Regions from separate parts of the Mus musculus genome. Here region 1 is linked to region 2. A link is a contact called in public Hi-C data. All regions are on one chromosome and are shown on one strand. The core of a region is the stretch at or near the end of the contact, and the rest is flanking DNA. Distances in the headings are between cores, read along the strand shown. Region 1 has its middle 14 kb from the start of Ntsr2. Region 2 has its middle 57 kb from the start of Lpin1.

What was found. A called contact is a pair of places that touch in the nucleus more often than the background predicts.
Region 1: a contact with region 2 is called in a Hi-C map of the N1E-115 cell line, with 3 times the contacts expected there. The contact joins two enhancer-like sites. A contact is called at or near these places in 1 of 484 Hi-C or Micro-C datasets (the N1E-115 cell line), 1 of 115 datasets of contacts at active chromatin or transcription factors (bone marrow-derived macrophages) and 3 of 9 other capture datasets (adipose tissue, embryonic stem cells and liver).

Annotation. Positions count from the first base shown.
Region 1 is chr12:16,637,848-16,641,969 of GRCm38.p6, reverse strand. It overlaps a transcript of Lpin1 not described here. Among named protein-coding and RNA genes, the nearest start is that of Ntsr2, 14 kb to the left of the region's middle. Within about 2 kb of position 2,734, at least 7 of the 459 cell types and tissues checked have an H3K27ac peak or open chromatin away from gene starts, as enhancers often do. A contact at or near this core is called in the N1E-115 cell line, where this site is marked.
Region 2 is chr12:16,530,528-16,535,132 of GRCm38.p6, reverse strand. No RefSeq gene overlaps it. Among named protein-coding and RNA genes, the nearest start is that of Lpin1, 57 kb to the left of the region's middle. Within about 2 kb of position 2,957, at least 209 of the 459 cell types and tissues checked have an H3K27ac peak or open chromatin away from gene starts, as enhancers often do. A contact at or near this core is called in the N1E-115 cell line, where this site is marked.

The sequences.
Region 1 (4,122 bases), core at 1,485-3,984, 110 kb before region 2:
ACAAAGGGGTCATGATCCACCCACCATCTGAGAACACGGCTTTAACCTAATCCCTAAGGGACCTAATGATGCCAAGTTAGAATGAACACATTGCAGGAGTGTTGTGATTAGTTTTGTTGTTGTTGTTTTGTTTTTGTGTTTTTGTTTTGCCAAGTTGACACAAACTATCTAGGAAGAAGGGATGTCAGTTGAGAAGTTGCCTCTATCAGATTGGCCCATCGGCAAATCTCTGGGGGCATTTTATAAATTAAGTATTGGTGTGGAAGGGCCCCAGGGTGATGTCACCTATGGGCAGGTGGTCCTGTGTTGTATAAGCAAGTAGCCTGAATAAGCCATGAGGAGCAAGCCAGTAAGCAGCGCTCTTCCATGGCCCCCTCTTCAGTTCCTGCCTCCAAGTTCCTGCATTGAATTCCTACCTTGACTCCTTGACTTCCTTCCGTGATGACATACAACTGTAAGCTGAAGTAAACTCTTTCCTTCCTGAGTTGTTCATCACAGAGTACAGTAACAGTAACCTAACCAGAAATCTCACTAGAGTAAGGGCTTAAAGTCAGTCCTAGGAATGAGCAGGCGGGGCAGTCTGTTGGATGCTCCACGGAGCATAGCCATCATCTTGTATGGACATGGCACTGATCTACTCCTCCCTGAAACCACCACAGCCCTGCCCATCCCCCGGGGGTTTAGTTATTGCCACCTCCATAACTGTACAATCTACGGTGGACCTCTTCTCTTCTTTAAAGTATGTACCTAGATTTTCTTCGCTTCATAGTTGTGTTTCTGATATAAATAGATTTTGTATTGCTTTATGGAATTAAGTTACCAGAGACAAGAAGACACCGCTTTTAAGTGAGCCTAGTGTTTCTGTCGATCTCAGCTTGTGACATTCCAGGCCTCCAGCCCGTACTTCCACTCTCTTTCCCTCCAGTAAGTTGAGATGGCACAACTTTCGATGTCTAATTGTTTCCTCTAGGTCAGTGGTTCACAACCTCCCTAATGCTATCGGGGGGGGGGGAACCCTCAACCATAAAATTATTTTCATAACTGGAGTTCTGATACTGTTAGGAACTGTAACACAAATATCACCGTTTTTCCAAGGGTCTTAGGTGAGTCCTGTGAGGGGGTCATGACCCACAGGTTGAGAACCACTGCTCTGGCTAGAGAACACAGGGTACCCCGGCTTTAGAACCCATAGTCCCTGGATGAAATACTGCTCTGCTGCCTCTAAACAAAGCTACTGTCCTTGACACAACTGTTTTGGGGGCTCCGGTGGTCTTGGGTTTTTTAATCTTTCAAATTGGGGTGTGGTGATGTGTCTATAATACCGACACTTGGGAAGCTGGAGCAGAAGGATCATGAGTTGAGCCAGCCCGGTTTACATATGGAGGTCTCGTCTCCAAAACAAAGCAAAACAAGTCAGAAAGCATGGTGCTAGGAGTCTGTATTCCTTGTCCTAGGGTGAATGAGGTGATGTTGGCGAGGAGTCTGATGGTTACTATTTCGTCTTAGAAAAGATTTTGTTTTTAAGGTTGTAGAAAAAACTTCTCATGAAAAACTGTATCAGAAGAAGCTGAGAGGAAAGCATGAACCGGTGGAAAGTTCCACAAGCCCCGCAAAGCTTGTGAACTCCAGGCAGGTCTCAGGCTCACGCTGACCTCACTGGTGACCCTGGGTCCCTCCAGTTGCTGGAGCTTCAACCTCCAATGCTCGCTAGTGCCAAGAATGATGCTGACGTAGGCAGGAGAGTCTGCTGGAGCAAGGGCCAGGCCAGGAGTGGATGGCTCTCCAACCTTTTTTTTTTTTTTGATCTTGATTTTTACAAAAGGGACCAGGGTGACTCAGAGTTGGATAGTTGTGGGGATGAGCCAAGGTTTCAGTACTGCACCCCCCCAGAGAAGTTAACATCCTGGAGGCATCCTCATGTCTTTCACTTTGCAGCCATGGCTGCCATTCTTTTTGGCATGGAGTAGCAGACGCCAGCCTTCCCATGAAAGCCCCCTTCACAGCCACACCAGGGGCTCTGCTTTGCTTCGCTGCCTTGTTAGACTTCTCGGGCCTCGCCTGTTTCTTATTTGTCCCCTCCCCTACCTTCTCCTCAAGGGCAGCCCTTTATAGGAGTGATCTCGGGCAGTGGTTCTCAACCTTCTTAATGCTGCAACCCTTTAATACAGTTCTTCACGCGGTGGTGGCCCCTAGCCGTAACGTTATTTTCATTGCTATTTTATACCTGTAATTTTGGTACTGTTGTACACTGTAACATAACTATCTGTGTTTTCTGATGGTCCAGGCCACCCAGGTGAAAGGGTTGTTTGATTCCCAAAGGGGTCTCACCCTCAGCTTAGAGCCATTGATGATCTAGGTGATTCTGAATAAGGCTCTGGTGGTCTGGCTCAGAACTAGCCTCTAGAGGGCGGTGTCACAAGATTCTCAGGCCGGGTCTTGCTGAGGGAACTCATTTATTCTTCAGTAAGGAATGGCCATCTTTAACAAATGAAACATGAATCAATACCTAAAACAACTTCAGCTAACAATAAGAGTTTTATTGAACTTCTTAAATGAATTCTCTTCATCTAAGAATGAAGTGGTTTAAACTGGTTCAAAATGAAAAGGGTGGGGGAGGGGAGACTTGGCTCGTCTGTTCTTTTACCGGATTTGACCTCAGCAGAAACCAAGTTTATTAATAGCCATCTGATAGACACTTTGCAGTGGCTGGTGAAGCGAGCCGAGCTCGAGTGTCTAGCTTTTACACAGTTAGAAATGGCCATGGCGTCAGTACATGGAGAGAGAGAACGTGCGTCAACATGAATGTAAGCCATCAATTTGGGAAACAGCATTTTGCAGACATGAGTTATTCTTGGGTTTTTGGTGATCCAGAGCGCTTTAAAGTGATGTATCTGGTTTATTATTGTGTACTGTGTAAACGTTCACGTTGGGTACTATATCTGCCATTTTCCATATTTTGCTCTATCCCTGCCTAAGAATCCAACAGTGGGGCCAGGCAAGAGGGCTTCATGCATAAAGGCACTTGCTGCCAAACTTGATTATCTGCATTTATTTCTCTAGGCTCACGTGGTGGAAGGGGAGACCTGACTCCTGAAAGTGTCCTCTGACCTCAGCCCCTAATGTGCACCATGTAATAGTAAATAAAAATGTAAAACACACACACAGACACACACAGACAGACAGACACACACACACAGACACACAGAGAGACACACACATACAGACACACACACACAGACACACACACAGACACACACACACACAGACACACACACATACACACAGACACATGCACACACACACTCACACAGACACACATAGACAGACAGACACACACACACAGACACACACACAGACACACACACAAACACACACACAGACACACACACATACACACAGACACATGCACACACACACTCACACAGACACACAGACACATACACATACACACACACACACACACACACACACAGACACAGAGAGAGAGAGAGAGACCCTACAATGACAATTAGTCACACACAGATGACCTGAGAGAGTTTTATTAGTATTTCATTTGTGTGTGTGTGCGCATGCACGCACCCCTCTGTCTGTCTGTCTCTCTCTCAGCTGTCTCATCTGGCAGCCATGCTGTTTCCATGGAGGGTCACCTATTTCCAAAGACTCTGCTCTCTCTACTAGAGATGCTGCCTTCCTGTTTCTCTCTGCACGTGAAGCATGGGACCTGACTTTCATGTGTGCTAATTCTCCAGCCTGAGTTAGAGATCTAATGTCTCTGAAGTGATGGTCATTTTCTGCTGACCCTAGCAGGAGCCTTCTTAGGGGGTGATAGCAGATGGGGTGTGCACATGAAGAGCCGCAGGAGAGTGACTTTTCGGGGATCCCATTTCTGGAAATTCCCACAGGAAGGAAGACTTGAAATAGGACATTAGTCTTGAGTGCTGACTATGGGTGTGGCCTGCTTGGTCATCATGCTTTATAGGCAGAGCTGGGCATCTTCTGCTCATGTCAGCCCTGGACAGTCAGGACTGCTCACAGAGCAGCCAGATGATGTAGAATCTGAGTGTATAGAACAGGCAGCCCTGTTTTCTTACAGCTCTGGTGATGACGCCTGGCCAGGGCTGG
Region 2 (4,605 bases), core at 1,708-4,207:
TGACTAGTTTGAGCTGAGGTTGGTCATATCCTATTAACACTGTACTAGCAATGGCCGGAGGCTTCCTGCGGATTGCTGTGTTGGCCTTGGTGATTATGGAGGGCATGGAAGAGTATCATCCTTAAATGCTAATGGCACTTCTGGGTAAAAACTGAAGAGTCCAAATTCTAACAGGTCCCCGGGTGTCTGTAGATTCAACATGTTACAGACAGAAGAAACCCTCGGACAGCTCCACAGATCTATGCTACCTGACTGCAGTGTCTGAGGCTCTCTTATCTGAAATAAAAACCAGGATAAACTTGTCTATAGGCCACTCATTCATCTGTGTTCTCTTTATCCTTTGACACCAGACCTCCATGGTGGTACCCAAGGCTCTCCTGTGTCCCCGCAGTTCATACCCCCATGCAGACAGAATGAGTTTTTGGATGCCTAGACTTTCCCAGAGACGAGCTTTGTTCACCTGGGAATTTGAAGGGCTTGGTCTGGTTTCAAAGAGTAACACATTCCCATTTTGCATCAGAAGCCAAAAACTATTTGGGTGTGTGTGGGGGGGACTGGTCTTAACCATCAGCTCTGAGACAGCTTTCGTGACCCCTGTGCGGTCGGTCCTGGAATGGAATTGTCATAGAGGAAAGTTAAAGAGGCCCAGTTTTGAAACAGGTTCTGGGACTTAACTCTCTTCAGGAGGCCTTTGGTCCCAACATCAGAGCTGAGACTCCATTCGACCATCTTTGTCTATCTGTGTTTTCTATCATGGTTCTGGAGTGTGAACAGCACTGTGCCCATTCCCTTGAAATACGAGAGGTGACGGGTCTCCGGGGTTTTCCCCTTTTTTAAAAAAAATTTATTTTTATTAGATGTTTTCTTTATTTACATTTCAAATGCTATCCCGAAAGTTCCCTATACCCTCCCCGCCCTGCTCCCCTACCTACCCACTCCCAAGGAGCTGAAGGGGTCTGCAACTCTATAGGTGGAACAACAATATGAACTAACCAGTACCCCAGAGCTCGTGTCTCTAGCTGCATATGTAGCAGAAGATGGTCTAGTCGGCCGTCACTGGGAAGAGAGGCCCCAGGGTCTTGCAAACTTTATATGCCCCAGTACAGGGGAACACCAGGGGTTTTCCCTTTTCAAGTCAGCTTGTAAAATGATTCCATTTCTGATTTGTGAGTTGCAAGGATTATAGGTGACCACCACATCTGAATTTTTTGTGGGTTCTGGGGATTTCAATGCTGGGCCCCTCACTTGTTTGGCAAGTGCTTTATCCACTGAGCTATCTTCGCAGCATCAGTGTCTCCGACAGACTCATGAGGATAGCCTGAAACACTATAGTCAAGGATGACTTTGAATTAGATCATTACTGCCACCCCACCCCCACCCCCAGTGCTGGGATTGCACGCATGTGCCACAATGAGTGTCTTTTATTTGGTACTGGGAATTGAACCAGGGCTTCATGCATGCTAGGCAAGTCCATGCTCTACACCCCAGGATAGACTTTACATTTGTAACCTCTCTTTTTATCCTGTAGCACCAAAGAGGATAATTGCTATCACTTGTGGTACAGCCAGGCTTGGTCCCCAAAGGGAAGCAGAGTCTGACCAGAGAAGCTGATCCTGGAAGTCAGTGAAAGCCGGTGGCCACAGGGGGGCACAGTTGGTTCTTGTTTGACCGAATAGCCTTTCAAAACAGCCTCTGCTTTGACAAAGGCCTTTCCCTGTGGTCCCAGGCTTGGAGACCAGCCAGGTTGTGGGTTGGATTTGTGTGGAGGCAGGGGAGTTTCTTCAGGGGACTGTTTCAGTGCGGATGTCCCTTGGATGAGCTCAATCCGAGGCCCAAATCTTTAAGTGAGCTTTGGAGGCCAGTCTGTTGAGATTTAAAATCTGTTCTTTGTGGCCCTGGAGGTTCTGGGAGTTTGTCCTGGGAGTTTGTTAAAAATAAAATTGTTTAGGACCTTATCCTAGACCTACCGACCCTAGCAGTGGGTGTGGGCCTCCGAGAATAGTTTAATAAGTCCTATGGGGTTCGGATGCACTCACATGTTGTGGACCATTGCAGCCCAGGCCCGGGCTCACGTCTGTCATCTGGCCAGCTCAGGAATGCTGTAATGCTATCAGCCTAGGACTCACATCAGCTCCACCCCACTTGCTCAAACCGGGAGAAGCTGCTACAAAGACCACCTCACCTCTTTGTATTAAAGGATCTTGGAGACCGAGCCACAGGTGCTTGCTTAAGTCACAAGGTGTCCTTCTGACCCTGTGGAAGCATCCAGTCAGATCTGCCTTCCTGGGGAATCTCAGATGGGAGCCACAGGCCTGGGAGACAGCAGGTCTGGCAGCCTGGGCAGAGTGAGAACGCAGGGAACAGGGTAGAGGTGGATGTGCCCAGATTTCTAATGGTCTCGTCCTCCCCGAAATGTTTGGGAGCCTCGAGGAGCCTGTCCCGATGCCAGCTATCTGTTCATTGGTGCAGGAAGTCCATTCAGCCTGCATTACTTTTAATGCATTTTGCAAGCAAGTGGCCTCTTCCTGTGACTCACTCCGCCTTTTGTGCACCGGAGGTTGTGGTTGGAAGTTTCACTTCGGAAAGTAACCACCAGTGCCTCCGATTTCTCCCGAGGCTGGAACCCCAACAAGTCACATGCATTTTGTAACAAAGAAGTGTAAATGGAGGTGCAGCCAGTCACGTTTCTGCTCTGTAAAAACATCCTTTTCTGAGATGGTCTGCAGAGCCAAGCTGAGAAGAAATGGGTTATATTTTCATTTCAGGACTTTGTGCTTTCTTTCCAGAATGTTCTTTGTCATCTTGATCCATTTTTCAGGATTATCTAAAAACAAAAAACAAACAAAAAAACAACAAAAAAAACCCCCCAAATCAAACCAACCCCCCAGCATTAGCTGATTGGGTGATCCATCCCTTAGCTGACTGAAAGTGACTCAGATCTGGACTGAAGTTTGGGTTCTGTCTACCAGGCAGCATGGAAATAATGATGGTAATAGGATTGGTTGAATAACAACGTGTATTTCATCAGGCTCTTCCCCAGTGGCCAATTCACGGGCTCTCTATACATTTATTTCTTCGGATAAGCCAGCAAAGGCTAAGCGGGCAAATTCTACAGGGCAGTTTTCTCAAGTTTAAAGACTCATCTTCAAAATGTTGTGGAGCTGAACCAAGTTATCACCACCCCTGTTAGTTGTAAAGCGATTTATGTGTATGAGTATTTTGACTGCTTGTATGTAAGTACCATGAGTGTGCCTGGTGCCTGTGGATGCCAGGAGAGGGGACTGGATGCCCCTGGAACTGGAGTCACGTGTGATTTTGAGTGATCCAATGTGACTGCTGGGAATCAAGCTTAGGTCCTCTGAAGCGTGTATGTGTACACACACACACACACACACACACACACACACACACACACACACACACATATATATATGTATATGCAGCCCAAAATGTTACTGTTATTTTGAGCTGTAACATGCTATGTGACTGAGGACAGCCTTGACTTTTGGATCTTCCTGCTTGCCACCACCTCCATTACAGGCATACAGCAGTGCTGGAAATTGAACTAAGGGCCTCACTCATGGTAGCCAACTACTCTAGCCAGCCAACGTGTTTTTCTGCTTTAATTCTTTTTGTGCACAACCCTAGTCTCTTCAGCATTAGTAAAGCCCAAATGCACTTAGAACTAAGTGCAGCTAAAGCCGTAGTCAGAGTTCCAGTTAGCATTAGTACTTACTACATTCTGGAAAGCTGATGTGGGCTTGAGAAACGGTACATTTGGATTTAGAAGAGATGCCTTTGATGTTTCACTTCTCACCTTGATTCTTTCAACTTCTGTGCAGGGAGGACAGTCATCGTCATTAAACACTGACCTTTTAAGAGTGAGGATGAGCAGTTATTCCATGTTTATGTGAGTGTCTTGCTGTTGGTGAAGTTATGATTTATTTTCTGTCTGGTGCTGGGGAAGGAACCCAGGGCCTTGTGCATATGAGACGAGTGCCTCAAATCCTGACCTTCCTGTTGAACTAGCTTCTATCTGAGGTTGACATGGGACTTTTAAATATCTCCTTTGACCGCCCAAGATGGGTAATTCCTCCTCTCTCTGATACCTTGAAGATGAGAGAGGGGCTTCCTGCTTACTCTAAAGTTAACCTGAATGGTCGACTTGACACAGCCCAGAGTCATCTGAGAGGAGAGCTCCAGCTGAGAAATTGCCCAGAACAGATTGGCTTGTGAGCATGACTGTGGGGGATTGTCCTGATTATTCACCGATGCAGAAGGACCCAGTTCTTTGTGGGTAGCTCTATCCCTGGGCCTGGGTTGTAGACCAAGTTGGCCTTGAACTCCCAGAGATCTGCCTGTTTCTGCCTCCTGAGTGTTGGGATTAAAGGTGTGTACCACCATGCCTGGATGAGGCCCTTTCTTTCATTAAATAAACAAACAAACAAGCAAGCAAGCAAGCAAGCAAACAAACAAACAAACAAACAAACCAAAGGAAATCTAGCTGAGTATGAGTCCAAGTGAGCCAGAGAGCTAGCCAGGAAGCATCGATCCTGGTGTCTGCTTCAAGTTCTTGCTAGACATTCCTTCCTGACTTCCCTCAAT